Regions from separate parts of the Mus musculus genome. Here all the other regions are linked to region 3. The links are chromatin contacts, called in public HiChIP or PLAC-seq and Micro-C maps. All regions are on one chromosome and are shown on one strand. Each heading gives the region's core, a stretch centred on a gene start, on an enhancer-like site or on the middle of the called end of the contact. The rest is flanking DNA. Distances are from core to core; before and after follow the strand shown. Region 1 holds the start of Gpc4 (glypican 4). Region 2 holds the start of C430049B03Rik (RIKEN cDNA C430049B03 gene). Region 3 holds the start of Gpc3 (glypican 3).

Region 1 (2,712 bases), core at 164-2,663, 450 kb after region 3:
TAAATGTAGAACGGGAAGAATTGGAAATACTGGGCTGTCATTCCCTGCCACCACTAGAGTCTTTTCATTCAAGAGTCTTGGGACTTTGGACACATTGACCTTAGGTGAGTGCTAATTCTTAGCGTTTCTTTCTTTCTGTGGGGTGTCAATTCCTATACCCTACACAGGGCAGTGTGGGGCCAAAAGTTTTTCTGAGCAACCTTGATTTAGCTCCATCTCCTTGAGGTTCAGTGATTGTTTTCTGGTCAGTTTCAGAGTTTGTGTATATTTATTGCAGAACTTAGGGTGTGAGCGTGCGTTGAACAGTGTGTGGGGATGAAGCAGGTGAGAAGATGATTGCTAGAGTTAGGGGCTAGCTTGTGCTCTTGGGGGAACACTGTGATGGGTCAAGGGGGGCTAGGTGAGCCTCTCAGCCCAGCTGTGAGTTCCAGGTCCCCCGGCCCCCACCCCGCGTTGTTTGGATCAAAGCAATGCCAGTATGTGAGTGTGCCTTCCTTGCCCAGGTGTTGGTTAGAAGTGGCCCTGGATGCTGGGTAGAAGCAGCGAGGCTGGTATTGGGGCTGGAGGGCTAAGTGCTGCTCAGGCCCATGGGGATAGCCTGTCAAGTGGCTGTGGAGAAAGGCTTGTGGCTCAGACAGGGGCTCAAGGCCCCAAGATCCAGATCACCAGGATCTCTTGAGACTTGGCCCCTTAAGCGGGAAGAAACTGCCCTTTCCTCTCTTGCTGGGGGGGGGGGCGGGGGGCAGGTTCCCCGCCTCTGAAGAGGAGGGCAGGAGGGAGGAGCCCAGCAGGGCGTGTCGCAAGAGGGAGCGCCGCGCGCCCCGTGCGGGCCCCCTAGGAAGTGGATTTGGCCCGCTCCAGATCCAACCCAGCTTCCAGGTTTTCTCCCGGCCCGGCCCTGCGTGCTCCCGCCTGTCTCGGGCTCGCCCCCCCCCTCATGCCCGCCCCCTCCCTCCCTTAGGGCCGCCCCGCTTGGCCAAGTTTGCGGAGCCTCGCTGTGCGAGCCGGGCCAGTCAATCAGCGGCAGAGCTGAGAAGGGCACAGCCGTGCGGCCGAGGGCAGTGAGCTGAGCCGGGCTGGGTGAGCGGAGCAGCGCCGGGTGGCTGAAGCCCCGCGCCAGCGATCGCCCGCCGACGCCGCCCACACTCTGCTCTTCTGCGACGCCTGCCACCTTCCCTTCCTTCCCTGAGCCCCTCCGCCCCTGGCTAGCTGGCCCGGGTTCTCTAGCCTTCGGAGTCCCGAGGTCACGGATCCTCTCCCTAGTCCCTTGGGTCCCGCGCCCATTCCACGCCTTTTTCCTCGTACCGCACCCCGGCTGGGCGCCTGGCACCGGGGACCGTTGCCTGACTCGAGGCCCAGCTCCACTTTTCGCCCGCGTCTCCTCCTCCTGCCCTCCTCCTCCTCCTCCTCCTCCTCCTTCACTACCAACTTCAACTCCCCGGTTCTCGCTCCGCTCGTGAGTGTTCACTCCGCGCCTCTCCGCCCGCTCCGCAGCGCTGCTTTCCATCGGGTCTCATTCTGTCCCCTAAAGGTGGGAGCGCGTCCGTCAGGGTCCGCACCATGGCACGCTTAGGCTTGCTCGCGCTCCTCTGCACCCTGGCCGCGCTCAGCGCCTCGCTGCTGGCTGCGGAGCTCAAGTCGAAAAGTTGCTCGGAAGTGCGACGTCTCTACGTGTCCAAAGGCTTCAACAAGAATGATGCCCCCCTCTATGAGATCAACGGTAGGTGGGAATCCTGCACTCTCCCCATTACCGAGCGGTGGGCACCCCGGGAAAAGGGGCGCCCCCCCCCACGCCGCATCAGGTAGCCGAGAGGGAGAAACGGGCAGGCAGGAGAGCCAGCCCCGGCTTTGAGCGGGCACCGCGAGTGGAGGGGCGCCGCCGGTTTATTCAGTGCCACCCAGGTCCTTTGCTGCTGCCCCCCACCCCAGCCCTCTCACTCCCGGGAAGCCACTAGGGACTCTGGCCCTCAACGTGCGTGGCTTGGGCTCTCTCGCCTTTTCCGGGTTGAATTCTTTACTGGGTTCCCCGCTTTGTTGTGTGGGTGACGACGAGGCCGAGTGGGGGCGGGGTGGGGAACCTCCTGGAGTTTGCAGATTCCTAGGGGCGCAAAACGTGAGACTTGAATGAGCCGCTCATTGACGGTCTCCTAAAATTCCTCTCCCCGCCGCCTCTCTTCCACCGCTGACACGGTTTAGTTTTTAGGAGCTGCAAGGGCTTTAGAAGTCACCTTTAAAAAGCGAACTCTTCTTACTCCTTCAAATCCCGACTTTTGGGAAGTCTCCAGCTTTCCGGAAGGTGTTGGATAAAACGGGTATTTCCCTTCCTTTTCTCTTTTCTCACCTCATTTTAAGGGTTAATTGCACTTTCAATTACAGACCTTTGAAAGGACTGATTACAGGAAACCTAAATCTCAGTTTGGAGATGGTTATGCAAATGAAGATGGCTTTGCCTCTGAAAAAGTTCACCGGATTTCAGCGCTGGGGGGGTTGCGGGGGGTTGTGTATGGTATTTGGGGGAAGTCCTCCTAGAGCGCTGGGGAGGCTGCATCAGGTATGCCCTCCCCTCCTGCTCCCGAGGTCTCCAGGCCCGCTGGTGGCAGTGCCTGGGCTAGTCCTCCTTCCCTGTTGTACTAGATTTTTGAAGCCGCCAACTGTTGCGCACAGCCCTGCGGGCTGGCGGCCGAAACGGCACAGGTAGCTTGTTCACCCTGG
Region 2 (2,700 bases), core at 19-2,518, 440 kb before region 3:
CATCCCACTCTCTCAAAGATGTCTGCAACCCAAGAAAGGTGGGAAGAGAGACGCTGAGTTTATTTATTTATTTTTTAACATCCAGGCTCTATTTTATAAGGGATTTCTCCCAGATTTTTTTTTTTTTTTGAGTCTTTCACAAAGCTCAGACTGTCCTCGAACTTGCTATGTAGCCAAGGACGCCCTTAAACTTCTGTTTCTCCTGCCTCCTCCGAGTGCTGGACTCTACTGGTCCATGTGCTACCATGCCTGGTTTTTCCAGCTTTGTGTTATTGTGACGTTTTGCAAATATACAAGAAAGTTGCGAACGCGGTGCAATGAAAGACTATTGACTCCCCACCCAGATGCAACCTCATGTTAGCTCCTTGAAATCCATTCCCGTTCCCCCTTCTCTCTGAGTGCCTGTCTGGGTCAGCGGCATCATTTGAAAATCATAATCACTCTTATACTTCATCTCTTTACACTTAGGCACAGTTCTTGTCACCCTGGACACCCTGCTATTAACTTCAACACCGTTCTCATACCTCCCTGGTAAACAGCGCCGTCCCTAAAGATATCCAGCATACAGAAGAAAGACTCCCTTTCTTTCCCTACTCCAGACTCAAAACTTAAGTAGTAAAGACTTTCCTTCTTGGACTGGACATGTATAAGTAAACTGTCGTTCCCTGCCTCAGTGTCATGCCCACCCCTAAAGTGGACCGCCAGGACCTAAGGGAGTCCTCTACCTGAGGGAGAGTTTGGCAGAGAGGCCAGAGCACAGAAGACTCAACAGAGCCTGGGCACACTCGCGCGCCTAGCACTTCCCTTCTGCAATCTGAGGGTCCCTTGTTTCCTCATCCTGTTTCAGGCACCCCCAAGAAAAATAGTCCTAAGAGGCTTGGCTTAGCCGCCCTGTACCCTCCTGGTAGCCCCAAAGACTTGGGCCCTAGTGACTTTAGAGTGTCATTTGTGGCATGGGTCTTTGAGCTGGAGCTTGGTTGCTTCCCTTCCCGCTTTTCCCCTTTCCCCTTTCTCCCTGGTTTTTGTCTCCTGCACCCGCGGCTATGAGGCTCTCTGTACGTGGCCACTCCAGGCTCCCCGTGTCCTTCCCGGCCCTTCCTGGCTGCAGGCCAAGGCTGTGGCTCTGCGTGTCCGCACGGCCTCCCCCCTCCCCCCTTCCGCTCCGGGGCCTCCGAGCGAGCGGGCGAATGGTTGGGCGGGGCGCGGAGCAGCGCATGGCCACGCCCCCCGGGCCGGCTTTTTCTAGGGCTGCTGCGGACCACTGGGCGCTGGCTGCTCCCGCTCGCCTCTTGGGGTGCGCTCGGCTCCAGCCCAACTCCGCCAGCTCCGCCGGCTCCAGCACCGCTCCAACCCGATTCCAGCCGGATTCCAGCCCGATTCCAGCCCGGTTCCAGCCCGATTCCAGCCCGGTTCCAGCCCAGCTCCGTCCCGGCTCCGGTTCTTCTCCGCCACGCCTCTCTGTGAGCCCCTCGCCCCGCGAACCCCGGTTCCCCGGCTGTCCGTCCCTCTGTCCCTCGATGTCCCGCACCACCGCCACCTCGCGCCCTCCCAAGTCTCCGCGACTCGCTCTTCTAACCTCACAACCTCGCCACACCCCTCCGCCCTTTCTCTCTCGCTGTCCGTCTGTCTGTCCGCCTCCCCGCCCGCCTTTTCCTTCCTCTCTCTAGCTTCCCCGGCTTGTTTTCTAGGTCGACGCTGAGGAGCAGCTTCGCAGGAAAATCCCAGAAACCTTTGCAAAAAGCTTACAATGAAATTTAAGAAGTTCTACGATTTCGGCGCCATTTTCGAGTGGAGTGAGAGGTGACTTAGAATCTAAAAAAGAAAAAAACGAGGGGGAAGGGAACTTTTTGGCCCGCCTCCCCCCGCCCCCAACTATGTCTCTGGTCACTACAGACTGTAACAGATACGGGGATAATTCTCAAAAAAATGTTATGCGTCGCGCTGGGTGGGGTGTGGGGGTGGAAAGCGTGTCCGGGGGTCGTGGTGGGGGGAGGACAGATCTTTAAAATGTCTAGCAAGTGAGTGTGGCCAGGGAACTTCTCAGAAAGTGGACTGAGAAGAGTAAACGGGGAGGGGTGGGGAGAGAGAAATGAGTGAGGGGCGGGCAGCCTCAGGCTGTCAGCCTTGCCAGGGTGGGGAGCAACTAGTTTTGACAGACTGTAAATGGGACTTTGGGCCACTCATTTGTAAGCAGTAAAGAATGTCCTGGAAAGAACCGTAAAATTCGTTTTCCATTGTCTCTCGCTAATTAAAACTTTTCAAGGTTGTTTAGTTGTTTTTTTTTTTTTTCCAGTATTGGAAAAGTTTGGCTGGAAGGTGCGGAGGACCTGTGCATCATGTTTTGGGTGTGGGGGCGCATGGCATCTGCAACATTAAAAGACAAAACGTTCTCAACTGGGAAGAGAGGAAGAGGCTTAGTCTTTGGCTCTTAAATCATTTGGCCAAACCCTTCGCAGTTCTGAAGTGGGTGGGGCCATTTTGACCCGTCGTGGTTCTGAAGTGGGTGGGGCCATGGTAACCCTAAAGTATTGATTCTTTGTCTATTGTATCAGCGAATGACCCTCTCTAGAAGTGACCAGACATCTCTTTGTGCTCTCTTTTCGTAAGTAAAGTTAAGCCCAAGGGGAAATACACAAACCCAGGGAGTGAGATGGCTTTTTAAGGATATAAGTCGTTGTAGAGTGATGGGAAGAAAAGAAA
Region 3 (2,700 bases), core at 3-2,502:
TACGTGTGCACATGAGTGGAGTCACAAAGAGAACCAATCTGATGGAATGATTCAATTTCTGTAGAGCATAGATAATGATTATATGCTTTTTCTTCTCAAAGGGGCATTTGATTCTCAAAGAAATGTCTTTCCATTGGTGAGAATTAAGTAGAAGAAACGTGGATTGACATCCAGGAAATCTTCTAAATAGGGCTCTACTCCAGGTATGAAACAGACTAACCATGACTTAATGAATTTCATCTGTAAAATGATTTCCTGAATGAGTTACTCTCACCAGCTACACTTTGCTTTATGAGGGTCGCCCGTGATTATCCTGTAGATGATATGATTCACCTAGGAATCAGGATCAAGTGCCTAAATTCACACACACACACACACACACACACACACACACACACACACACACACACATGCACACATTTACTTTGTGTGGTTCTATTGAATGAGACCCAGCAAGCTACACGGGCTTCCAGACCTTTTAGGTACAAAGATGAGCCAGGCTGTGAAATCCAGAGGTCCCCAGCGCTCTGGAACGTGACTATTTGTGGGTAGGCTTTGAGGGCTTGGCCACAGCTGCATTGGGAAAGGGTTCCCAAGAAACCTTTCTCAGAAAACAGCAAGGAGAGGGATTTTGTGCTTAGGAAACCTTGTGTGGGCTCTGGTGGCCAGAAGGAGCCAGATCTGGGTGGGAGAAGGCCTAGGGTCGAGTCGGGTGTGTGTGTGTGTGTGTGTGTGTGTGTGTGTGTGTGTGTGTACCTAAACCGCAGACCTCCACTCCACTCCAAGGAAGATGGAGAGCTTGCAAAGGCTGAAAAGGAAAAGCCCTCCCGGCTGTAGGCCAAAGGGAGGCGGAAAGGAGGAGTGAGGCTGGGGAACTTCTCCCAGAGCCAGTCAGAGGGGACTGCTGCTGGGAAGCCAATCAGCGTGCCTGAGCCTGCAGCCCCTCTGCAGTAGTTATGCCAGAGCGCCCAGTGTAGAGCAGCGGCGAGCGAGTGTCAGGGCAGGATTGCCGGGAGCCACCGCACACGCTCCTTATCCTCTTCCCGCGCCTCTCCCACCAAGGCTTGCCCGCCACCTTGGTAAACCCAATCTCCCAGCTAAGCTCCTTGCCACGCCCCGCATCCCGCAGGCCAGCAGCTACACGACCCCACGCCGTCCTCCAGGCAGCGCGGCTCGCCTTGCCTCGCCCCGCCCCGTCCCTCCTCGCCACGCCCACAAGGCTCCGCCCCGGGCCGCCCCGCACCGCCAAGCTGTTCCCGCCCTCGCCCAGCGCCCAGGTAGCTGCGAGGAAACTTTTGCGGCGGCTGGGTAGCGGCTCCTCTCTTGCTCTGTCGGGCTACTGCCAGACTTGCTGAGTCTCGGGACCGCTCCGGCTCTTATTGCCACTCTCTCGTGCTCTCCTCGCTCCCCCAAGAAGCAGGATGGCCGGGACCGTGCGCACCGCGTGCTTGCTGGTGGCGATGCTGCTAGGCTTGGGCTGCCTGGGACAGGCGCAGCCCCCGCCGCCTCCAGACGCCACCTGTCACCAGGTCCGTTCTTTCTTCCAGAGACTGCAGCCCGGACTCAAATGGGTTCCAGAAACCCCTGTACCAGGTGAGTAGGGGTCCCTTGAGCATTCCCCGCGCACAGTGGAAAGCCAAGGCGCGCGTGGTGGCTCTTCCCAGAGCGCGCTAGCCTGGTGGGGCCGCAGCGGCCGTGCTCTCTGCTGCAGGATACCTGGGAATGGTTGCTGTGCCTGGGGCCTGGACCATCTACCAAGGGAGGGAAGCACAGTATGGGACTCTGTCCACATGCCCCGGGCTCACGCTGCTGTCAGGAACTGTGCAAGCCAGAGCGAGGAACAGCAGAGATCGCCTTTCTAGCGCCCATTTTTTTTGGGGGGGGGAGGGCGGGAAGGTGGGAGCTGGCTCCCCTCTGCTCTTAGCAAACCGGCTTCACAACGTGAAGACTGTGACTCGGGAATTTATCTCCCTTACTAGCACGTCTGCCTTAGCTGGACCCGTAGTTCTGGCCACACTTTATCCACCGTGTGTCCCCCCATGCTTTCCGTTCCCCAGTCTGGGTTCCCGAGGCTGGCCGGGCCCAAGTGCAGGCAAAGTTGAGCACAAATCTTTGAATCCTCAGAGGCTAGAGAAGACACAGTGAAGGAAACTTTTGAGTAGGAGGGTCCTCCAAAACGTGCAAGACTGAGCCTTTCCCTTCAAAACAGCTTCCCTTATCTAGGTTGGCAAATCTCTTTAAAAATCGGCGGTGCTTGGCCTACGGAGCACGAATCCAAAAAGGATTTGACTCCTCCCCCGCCCAAATTCATCTGCCTTGACAGGCTGGACCCCGAAGAGGAGAAGATTTTAGGCAGAGGAAAGTTTCAGAGCGCCTGCCTTTTGTTCTGCACAATCAGATCATTTTGTAGGGGCATATTTTAACCTTAGCTCAGGGCTGCCGCTGTCAACAGATGAATATTAATTGCCTTGTGTGATTGACTGTCCAGCGGTTGGGCGCTTAACGCCTGCCTTAGAATCCAATCAGGGCAAGTTGCTATACTAACAATACGTGCAGGAAGAATGGGTTTCGAAAAGATTAATTTTTCAGAGGTGCGCTTGGAAGAAAGCAGCCAGCCGTATTTGCACACAGACGTTTGTGGCTTCCAGGCTCTCCTTCCGAAGACTCGTGCATCCAGCTAGGCGCTCATCCCGCGCTTGG

The links. A called contact is a pair of places that touch in the nucleus more often than the background predicts. HiChIP or PLAC-seq counts read pairs in DNA pulled down with a chosen protein or histone mark.
Region 1: a contact with region 3 is called in an H3K27ac HiChIP or PLAC-seq map of embryonic stem cells, with 5 read pairs. The contact joins the promoter of Gpc4 here to the promoter of Gpc3 in region 3. A contact is called at or near these places in 1 of 39 promoter capture datasets (embryonic stem cells) and 1 of 115 datasets of contacts at active chromatin or transcription factors (embryonic stem cells).
Region 2: a Micro-C map of embryonic stem cells shows a contact between it and region 3, with 3 times the contacts expected there. The contact joins the promoter of C430049B03Rik here to the promoter of Gpc3 in region 3. A contact is called at or near these places in 2 of 39 promoter capture datasets (cranial neural crest and pre-B cells) and 1 of 484 Hi-C or Micro-C datasets (embryonic stem cells).

What each region holds. Positions count from the first base shown.
Region 1 is chrX:52,163,624-52,166,335 of GRCm38.p6, reverse strand. It overlaps Gpc4 (glypican 4), which reads left to right and starts at 1,413. Exons shown (of 9, transcript NM_008150.2): 1 at 1,413-1,720. The coding sequence starts at 1,561.
Region 2 is chrX:53,055,758-53,058,457 of GRCm38.p6, reverse strand. It overlaps C430049B03Rik (RIKEN cDNA C430049B03 gene), which reads left to right and starts at 1,268. Exons shown (of 4, transcript NR_038185.1): 1 at 1,268-1,460; 2 at 1,689-1,800; 3 at 2,294-2,316.
Region 3 is chrX:52,612,526-52,615,225 of GRCm38.p6, reverse strand. It overlaps Gpc3 (glypican 3), which reads left to right and starts at 1,252. Exons shown (of 8, transcript NM_016697.3): 1 at 1,252-1,593. The coding sequence starts at 1,422. All of the region lies in intron 4 of A630012P03Rik (RIKEN cDNA A630012P03 gene), which reads right to left.